Linked DNA regions of Mus musculus: region 2 is linked to region 1. The links are chromatin contacts, called in public promoter capture Hi-C maps. All regions are on one chromosome and are shown on one strand. Each heading gives the region's core, a stretch centred on a gene start, on an enhancer-like site or on the middle of the called end of the contact. The rest is flanking DNA. Distances are from core to core; before and after follow the strand shown. Region 1 has its middle 7.4 kb from the start of Gm40139. Region 2 overlaps Fnbp1l (formin binding protein 1-like).

Region 1 (3,674 bases), core at 626-3,125:
GGGCTGCAAAGTGAATACATTGAAATACGATCTACAATAATTAATTTGTGAATATATACATAGTGAAAAATCTATAAACATGATACAAAATAAGTCTAGTGAAAACCAGTGCTCCCAAGGATGGGTGAAATAGTATCTTCCATCCCTTGTGCTACGTTTAAAACTTCACGACAAAACACCTTCTAGGGGCTGGTGAGATGGCTCAGTGGGTAAGAGCACCCGACTGCTCTTCTGAAGGTCCGAAGTTCAAATCCCAGCAACCACATGGTGGCTCACAACCACCCGTAATGAGATCTGATGCCCTCTTCTGGTGTATCTGAAGACAACTACAGTGTACTTACATATAATAAATAAATAAATCTTTAAAAAAAAAAAAAAAAAAAAACACCTTCTATCAGGTGATGGGGGCTGCTTCTCCTCCCCTTGAACCCGAATGGGATTTTATCATTTCCCAAAGCCACGGCTTTAGGAAATGGTGCTAAATCCCCTCTGCACATGGGCTGTAAATAAGTCACAGGGCTCTACCTTGTTCCTGTATTCCCGTGGCACAGAAGTGAGCTGGCTTCCCGGTAGTAGGAAGACAGCAGGAAGCAAATGGGTTGCTAGATTAGTAAATGGTGTCTTATTTCAGAACGTGGCATTAACTAACACAAGTAATCGGAGCAAAAACACTTAAAATCTGCCTCAGAACAGGAATAAGAGTGGCAAAGCATGGGGCATTAGCATGTTATGCTAATTCGTCATTAAGAGGTCTTTGCTAGTTATATCACTTTATACTATTTGCATATATTAACAACTGCTTCATTAATGGGGCACTTAATTCCACAGTAAGGAGAATTAAGATTAGAATATACTTGTTGCAGGATAAAATATGAAATGTAAAATAGCAGAATTAAAATGAAGTGGGAATTATACGTTATCTCTAGGTCCTTGGATAACATATTCTTTTACAGATGTATATATGTATATGTGTATATGTGTGTATATATATATATGTATATGTAATCTTCAACAGCAATACTTCTGTAATCAAAATAATTCTGGAATATTAGCCCCTTATGTTTCTCTAAGGACATAGGCAAAGTATTGCATATAGTTAAGGTAGTTGTTATGCCTACCCCTCCCCAGAGCGTACACCCCTCCAAGTCAGATCACCCAGAAGTCAGTGTGAGGAAACCTTAGGCTTCCTGCATAGCTTCAAAACTCTGTCTAAAATCCTCATCTCCCTTCAACATCAGCCTCTCTGGTCAGCAGCTATGAATGTCAATCACCACGACAGACACCTGAGAGAAAGCCTTTCTGAGGAGGATGCATCCATTGGCCTTGTGGTTTCAGAGAGCCCGGGCCCGTAGACAGCTTCTCTGAGACAATGGTGAGACGGACCCTCGTGGCTAAAGGATGCCGCTGAGGAACACTGTTGGACAGAAGGCAGGAAGAGAGAGACAGAGATGGGATTAGGTAAGTGGCATTGTCTCTCCAGGGTGTGACCTCCACGACCTTTTCCTCCAGCTAGCTCCACCTCCCAATAACGTCATTATATTATGAACCCACAAGGGGATTGACTGAGCCACTGTTTAGGTCAGAGCCCTGAAGAGCCAATCACTACTCTTTTTAACATGGGGTCTCACTATATAGCTGAGGCTATGACTCACATTTGCTTAACATATGGGAGGCCCTAGTTTGATTCCCTGTCACGTATACATATGTATGTGTATGTGTATATGTATAGGGATTATCTTTCCAAACTTGAATATCCCACACCTCCTTTGGTGGTATCAGAGGACAGGAGTCTTTAAGAAAACAAGGAACTCTTTGTAGAGCTCAGCTCCCTCTTAGCTACAGTGCTTAACCACTCTTCTTTCCATGACTCACGGACAGGACAGTCCCTTTCCTCCGGCCCTTATCTCACTGGAGCCTAGGGCCTGGATCTCCTATCTCGTTTCCCCTCCCCCTGGCCAGCTTTCGCAGCTCTACCAGGTCTTTTGAAGGTGCTGCCTCTGGTCACGTCTCCTTTAGTCTCACTCTGTCCCAGCAATAGCAGCCTCCCTGCCTCACCCCCTGCCTTTCTTCTCATTATTTCCCTAGAGAACTCAGAGGAGGAGCTTGGACCAGCTGGGCTTCGCTTGTGCATTCCGCTCCTCTCTCAAGGAACTTCCTCTATCCCATGCCCTCCTGATCTCAGTTTGAGTTCATTCATCCATGATGTTGTCCGGTCCAAAGAACCACTGTGCACCCCAAAGTAGCCCCAGTTTCCCTTGGATCTCTTAGAATACTTTTTAAAAAAAGATTTATTGATTTTATGTATAAGAGTACACTGTAGCTGTCTTCGGACACACCAGAAGAGGGCATCAGATCCCACTACAGATGGTTGTGAGCCACCATGTGGTTGCTGGGAATTGAACTCAGGACCTCTGGAAGAGCAGTCAGTGCTCTTAACTGCTGAGCCAGCCCTCCAGCCCTCCGGCCCTCCAACCCCTCTTAAAATACTTTTTCATGTGCAGTTTTAGCCATGGTGGAAAGACCTACAGATGGCCAGGATGGTCGTGTCCTATGCCATTGCAACTGTGTGTGGTCCAATCGGGTGGCTTGTTAGAGATGTAAGTACTTGACTTGCATATCCCAAGCCTGTGTGAACCAGAATCCTGTAGGTGGGAGAGGTCACCCTTAGGCTCTGCCTCCTCTCCAGTATACCTTGGGCTCTCCCTATCCTGGGTCCTCTCTAGTAGCTTCTCCTCACGGCATCATTTTCCTGTTAATATTTGACTATGTACATCACCCATGCTCAGATCCTAGGAGCCGGATGTTCTGGAAGGACTAACCCAGAAAGCAGTAAGTAGCGGCTTTACCCACGCTAAGGAATGCTTCTGTTCTCTGCTGCACAGACCTTGGAGCGCTCCCTCTGTCCCATTCCCTTGCTCCAGATTGCTTTTTTTGGGCAAGGTCCCTGCTCTCCTGCCAAGTACAGGCGTGTGTTGCATTCACAAACATGTGCAGTGAAGGTCGCCTGCTTGTCTGGTGGTTCAGATAAGCTTTGCACACAGGTGCCCTGGCCAGCCCAGGGCAAAGGTCAGTGCTCTGCAGAGGGCCAAAGCCACACTTTCCTAAGAGGCCCCTCTGTACTCCCTAACCCACTGAGGGAACTTTAGACCTCAAATCAGGTAGGAAGGCTCTTCCGGAATAAGATGTGCATGTGTGTGTCTTTTATTTGGATATAAGTTTGAAGTTACGGAAAAGTCGTAAGTACAGCATGTGGAATTCCCATCCACTCTACCTAGGTTCACATTTTACCTACATCTGTTTCTATTATGACTTTTATTCTTGGGTGGGGGTGGGAAGGTATCATTCAAAAACAGGTTAAGGACATTATGCCCATTTCCCCCTAAATTATTTTGAGAGAAACATGTCAAAACACAGCACAGTTAACAACTTTGAAAAGCATAATATTGACACAATTTATCTAACCCACAGTCCAAATTAAGATGCTATCAACCACCTTAATATTTCTTATGTCTATGGCTTTTTCCCACCCAAGGACCCATTCAAATCATTCATTCGTTTGTTCACTCGTTCGTTCATTCATTATATCTAGTTGTTCCATCTCTTTAATCTTCATAAACATGGAACTGCTATTTTTTAATTCTTTGACCCTTGCTATTTTTGAAGGCTATCAGATG
Region 2 (3,674 bases), core at 672-3,171, 250 kb before region 1:
TTGGTCCCATGATTCTCAGTGCATTAGGTTTAGCAGCAGTGCCATTGCCCACCAAGCCGTCCCCCGTCCCCCCACACCTGCTCCTGGAGGCTGTGTCCAGGTCTCAATCTGTGGGCTGTGTAGTAGGTGAGCTATTATTCATAATCTGCCAATTTTTTTTGTTGTATAATAACTAAGAAATATAAGGGATTGAGCTCATTTCATTTTCCTTTTTCCTTATGTAAATAGTGGGACAAATTCTTTAGTCTTCATATCCTGGTAAATACTAGAGATACTTATCCAGTAAGTGGGGTTTGGAGAATAAGGAAACAGTTATCTTGGGAAACTATTTGCTTGAGAGGAGAGAACTAAGATTGTGGTTTTTGAATGTTTTAATGGACTGGATTTCTCTGGCCCTCCTTTTTTTAACATATGAATACAGAAGAGCAATGACTACTTTATAGGAAGTATTTCTTCTAACTCAGTAGTCCAGTAATTCTGTACGCTTCTAACTGCAGAAGAAAAAGAAAACCTTATAGAACAGACTTAGAAAACATACTGCATACTGTTTACTTAAAATTCCCTAAGGTCCTTTATAATGTGGATTTTTTAAAAGGTTCTGTTATACATAAACAAGGTGTCCACATAGACACTATAGTCTTGTTTACTTGATATGCTCGATTGAAAGACTTTGCAGTATAAGATGAACTTTTTAAATGTTCAGGTTTCCAAGTGATTGGCTCTTAGCTAGCATTTTTTTTTTTTTTTTTACAATAGATAACTGTAGTCTTTAAGAATTGTGCTGAAGAAAGTTTTGTGTGTGTGTGTGTGTGTGTGTGTATTTAATATGTCTAGTTGTGCTTGTCAGAAAGGCTTGAAGACTGAAAATGTACAAGTTCATGCAAGATACTGTGGTGTTTCTTCATACTATGCAAATCTTTGGCATTTTGAAAGCTCGTGCATATATTTGCTATGTTTTTATGTTTTCCTGTTAAAGTGAATATTTAAAACTTAGATTCTATTTTTATTTAAGTGTCAATGATTTTTAATCACCAATGCTGATTTAGACTTCGCAGGTATATTAATACTCTGTTTTCATTTTCTTTGTAATTGGTTTCACCAGGACTTTAAGGGAGGATTTTTAGTTATTAAAATTTAGTCAGTGGCATCTTTAGTATCTGACATCTAATAAGTATGCGAGAGAGTGTCTATTTTCATTTGCACAGAATAACATACTCCTATACTCAGGAGGTGCTGGTTCCTCTAGAAATGGGTGCTGACATAAATCTGTTTACAATATGTGCTGACTCGCCTTTAGAACAATTGGCAGTTATTAAGAAAAGTTACAAAGGTTACAAAGTAAGACAGAACCATTACAAAAGTTAGGTATTTCAAATAATGTATTTTTTTCAGTCATGAACAATATTGTGAAAAAGTAAATTCAACCCTAGTCAGCCCTTTACTTTTCCTGGTCCCTCTATGTTCATAAGTAGATATGACATGGCTTTTATTTTTTGTGGAGCCTGGAGTCCAGTGAAAGAGACCAGCGTTATTTATATTTAATATGTAGAAGCAAATATAGCACCCTATTTCCTAATTCTTTTTCTTTTTAGTCAAAACAAAATTATAGAAACCTAATGTGTCCGAAATAGTTAAAGGGAGCTCTAACAAATGGGAAATGAGGAACGTGAAACAATTGAAGGAAGAAGTTAGAAGAAGTCACTACTCCCAGGATGAACAGTGACATTTAAAAGGAGGGCAAAAGAGAGTAGCCCATGAGGTAGATCTTGACAGAGTGGTCAGAACTTAAGGAGATTAATGTTAGATGCGCCATGTTGCAGTCAGGAGGCACCAGGTGACAACTTACAGTTTCCTAAGAGCAGAGCTCAGAAACAGCAGCTCCCTAGTCAGTCGTGGAGTGGCTTCTCTAGTGCCCCATGTCCTCTGTGCTTGCTTCATCGCAGTGTGCTGTTTCCTATTCTTCAGCGTGGCTGCACCCAGGGGCAAGGAAAGAGGAACATTTCTTTCTCACTGTTCTTTTTTAATCAAGGACATAAAACTGGCAGAAGACCCCAGCAGACTTCCTCCTAGGTGCCTTTGATGAGCCCATGGCAGGAGACAGGGACAGCAAACCACAGCAATTAACAGCCTCTGTATTGAAAGCAGGTTCTGCTGTGGAAGAAGAGGGAATAGATGTCATTTTCTATATTGTATAATTATACATGGGGAAAGGAATATTTTTAATTCATTTGTACTTGTGATTGCTTCACTGTTCCAAGAAAAGTGTATGTTTTTCTACAAATAAGATACATAATATAAAACACCTGTTTGTTACTATTCTCAATTTGTGTCAACCCATAGCCACTGGACCGCAGTGGGATTGTGTAAATACAAAATACTCAAGTCTTCTGCTTCCTTTTTCTGAGTAATTCTCAGAACACAGATCATAAAGCATTTTCCAGGCACAGACTTAATAGAGGCTTTCTCTGGGGATTCTTACAAACTCGAGTCACAGAGACGGGGAATTACACAGGGTTTTTCCAAGGAAACTACCTGGCTGCTTCACTCCAGAGAGAAAGACCAGGGTTAGCCAGCCCCACCTAGAGTGTACTTAATGGAAGTTTAAAATAAGAACATACAAACAAGGATTCCTAGACAGTGAAAGAAAATATCAGTCCAGAGACCACAATAATATATAGAAGAAAAAACAACTTAGAAGAAACAGCAACTATGAAAGGATAAAGAGATTAAAAAAAAGAATATCCAAAAATGGTATTAATTTTCTCTGTGGAATAGAGGAAATGCTATATCCATGGAAATAAAGGTAGCTACTATTAAAATTGAGGGTGTAAATAAGAAAAGAACTTCATATAGGGAGAAATAAGAAGTCCATGAGAAAAAGACAAAATTGAAGACATCTTTCAGAAAGTAAAAGTAACAGAGGTTAGAAATACAAAACAACATAATAAAATTAGAAATTTTCAAATTTTCAAAATAACCATGCTAGATTTAAAAAAAGATGGATAAAAGTAAGTCAAGGAAAACAATGCCTTCAAATGTAAAGTCATGAATTTCTGGAGGAAAGAATTTGCCAGCTTCCAGTGCTGTGAGCTATCAACACTTATCCTCATGAGAGCTGGCAAGGTGGCTGTGAGCCGGTAGCTGGCGGTGGAAGGAGCTGGCTGGCTCCTGCACGTGCACCCCTGACCTCTGAGGACACACCCTTCGATGGATATGTAAACAATGCTGTGACCTCTCTTAAAGAGCCGTGTGCACGGCCTCTCTAAACTCTTAGGAGAGGTTCCAGATTCCTAGGAGAGAAACAGAGTTAGTCACAGCAGCAAAGCAAGGCAATAACAAAATAAACATGTCGTTTACAATGAATCAGGGATTAGAGCAGGATTGAGTGTATCTCAGCCTACTTATACACAAACCAGAAAAACATAGAGTAGTACTTTTACATTTCTGAAGGAAACTGTTTCCAACCTTATACTCAGCCACTTAAAAGTGGTGGTAAAGGGCTGTCCCAGTGGCGTGGAGTTCAGAAAGCATAGACATGGTGGCCGAGGATGGGATGGGATGGGTGGTAACAATAAAAACATTTCTCACCTCAAAAATGATATTTTACAAACCTTCTTGAAAGCTACTGTTGAATGTGGTCCTGCAGAATGATAGTGAGCCTAGTGTATCCAGAT

What was found. Capture Hi-C pulls out chosen DNA fragments and counts their contacts.
Region 2: a promoter capture Hi-C map of adipose tissue shows a contact between it and region 1. The contact joins two enhancer-like sites. A contact is called at or near these places in 1 of 15 datasets of contacts at CTCF or cohesin (the NIH/3T3 cell line), 1 of 484 Hi-C or Micro-C datasets (bone marrow-derived macrophages), 3 of 115 datasets of contacts at active chromatin or transcription factors (bone marrow-derived macrophages, pancreatic cancer cells and trophoblast stem cells) and 2 of 9 other capture datasets (adipose tissue and liver).

Annotation. Positions count from the first base shown.
Region 1 is chr3:122,312,457-122,316,130 of GRCm38.p6, reverse strand. No RefSeq gene overlaps it. Among named protein-coding and RNA genes, the nearest start is that of Gm40139, 7.4 kb to the left of the region's middle. Within about 2 kb of position 1,875, at least 34 of the 459 cell types and tissues checked have an H3K27ac peak or open chromatin away from gene starts, as enhancers often do. A contact at or near this core is called in adipose tissue, where this site is marked.
Region 2 is chr3:122,565,003-122,568,676 of GRCm38.p6, reverse strand. All of the region lies in intron 5 of Fnbp1l (formin binding protein 1-like), which reads left to right. Among named protein-coding and RNA genes, the nearest start is that of Mir7657, 25 kb to the right of the region's middle. Within about 2 kb of position 1,921, at least 73 of the 459 cell types and tissues checked have an H3K27ac peak or open chromatin away from gene starts, as enhancers often do. A contact at or near this core is called in adipose tissue, where this site is marked.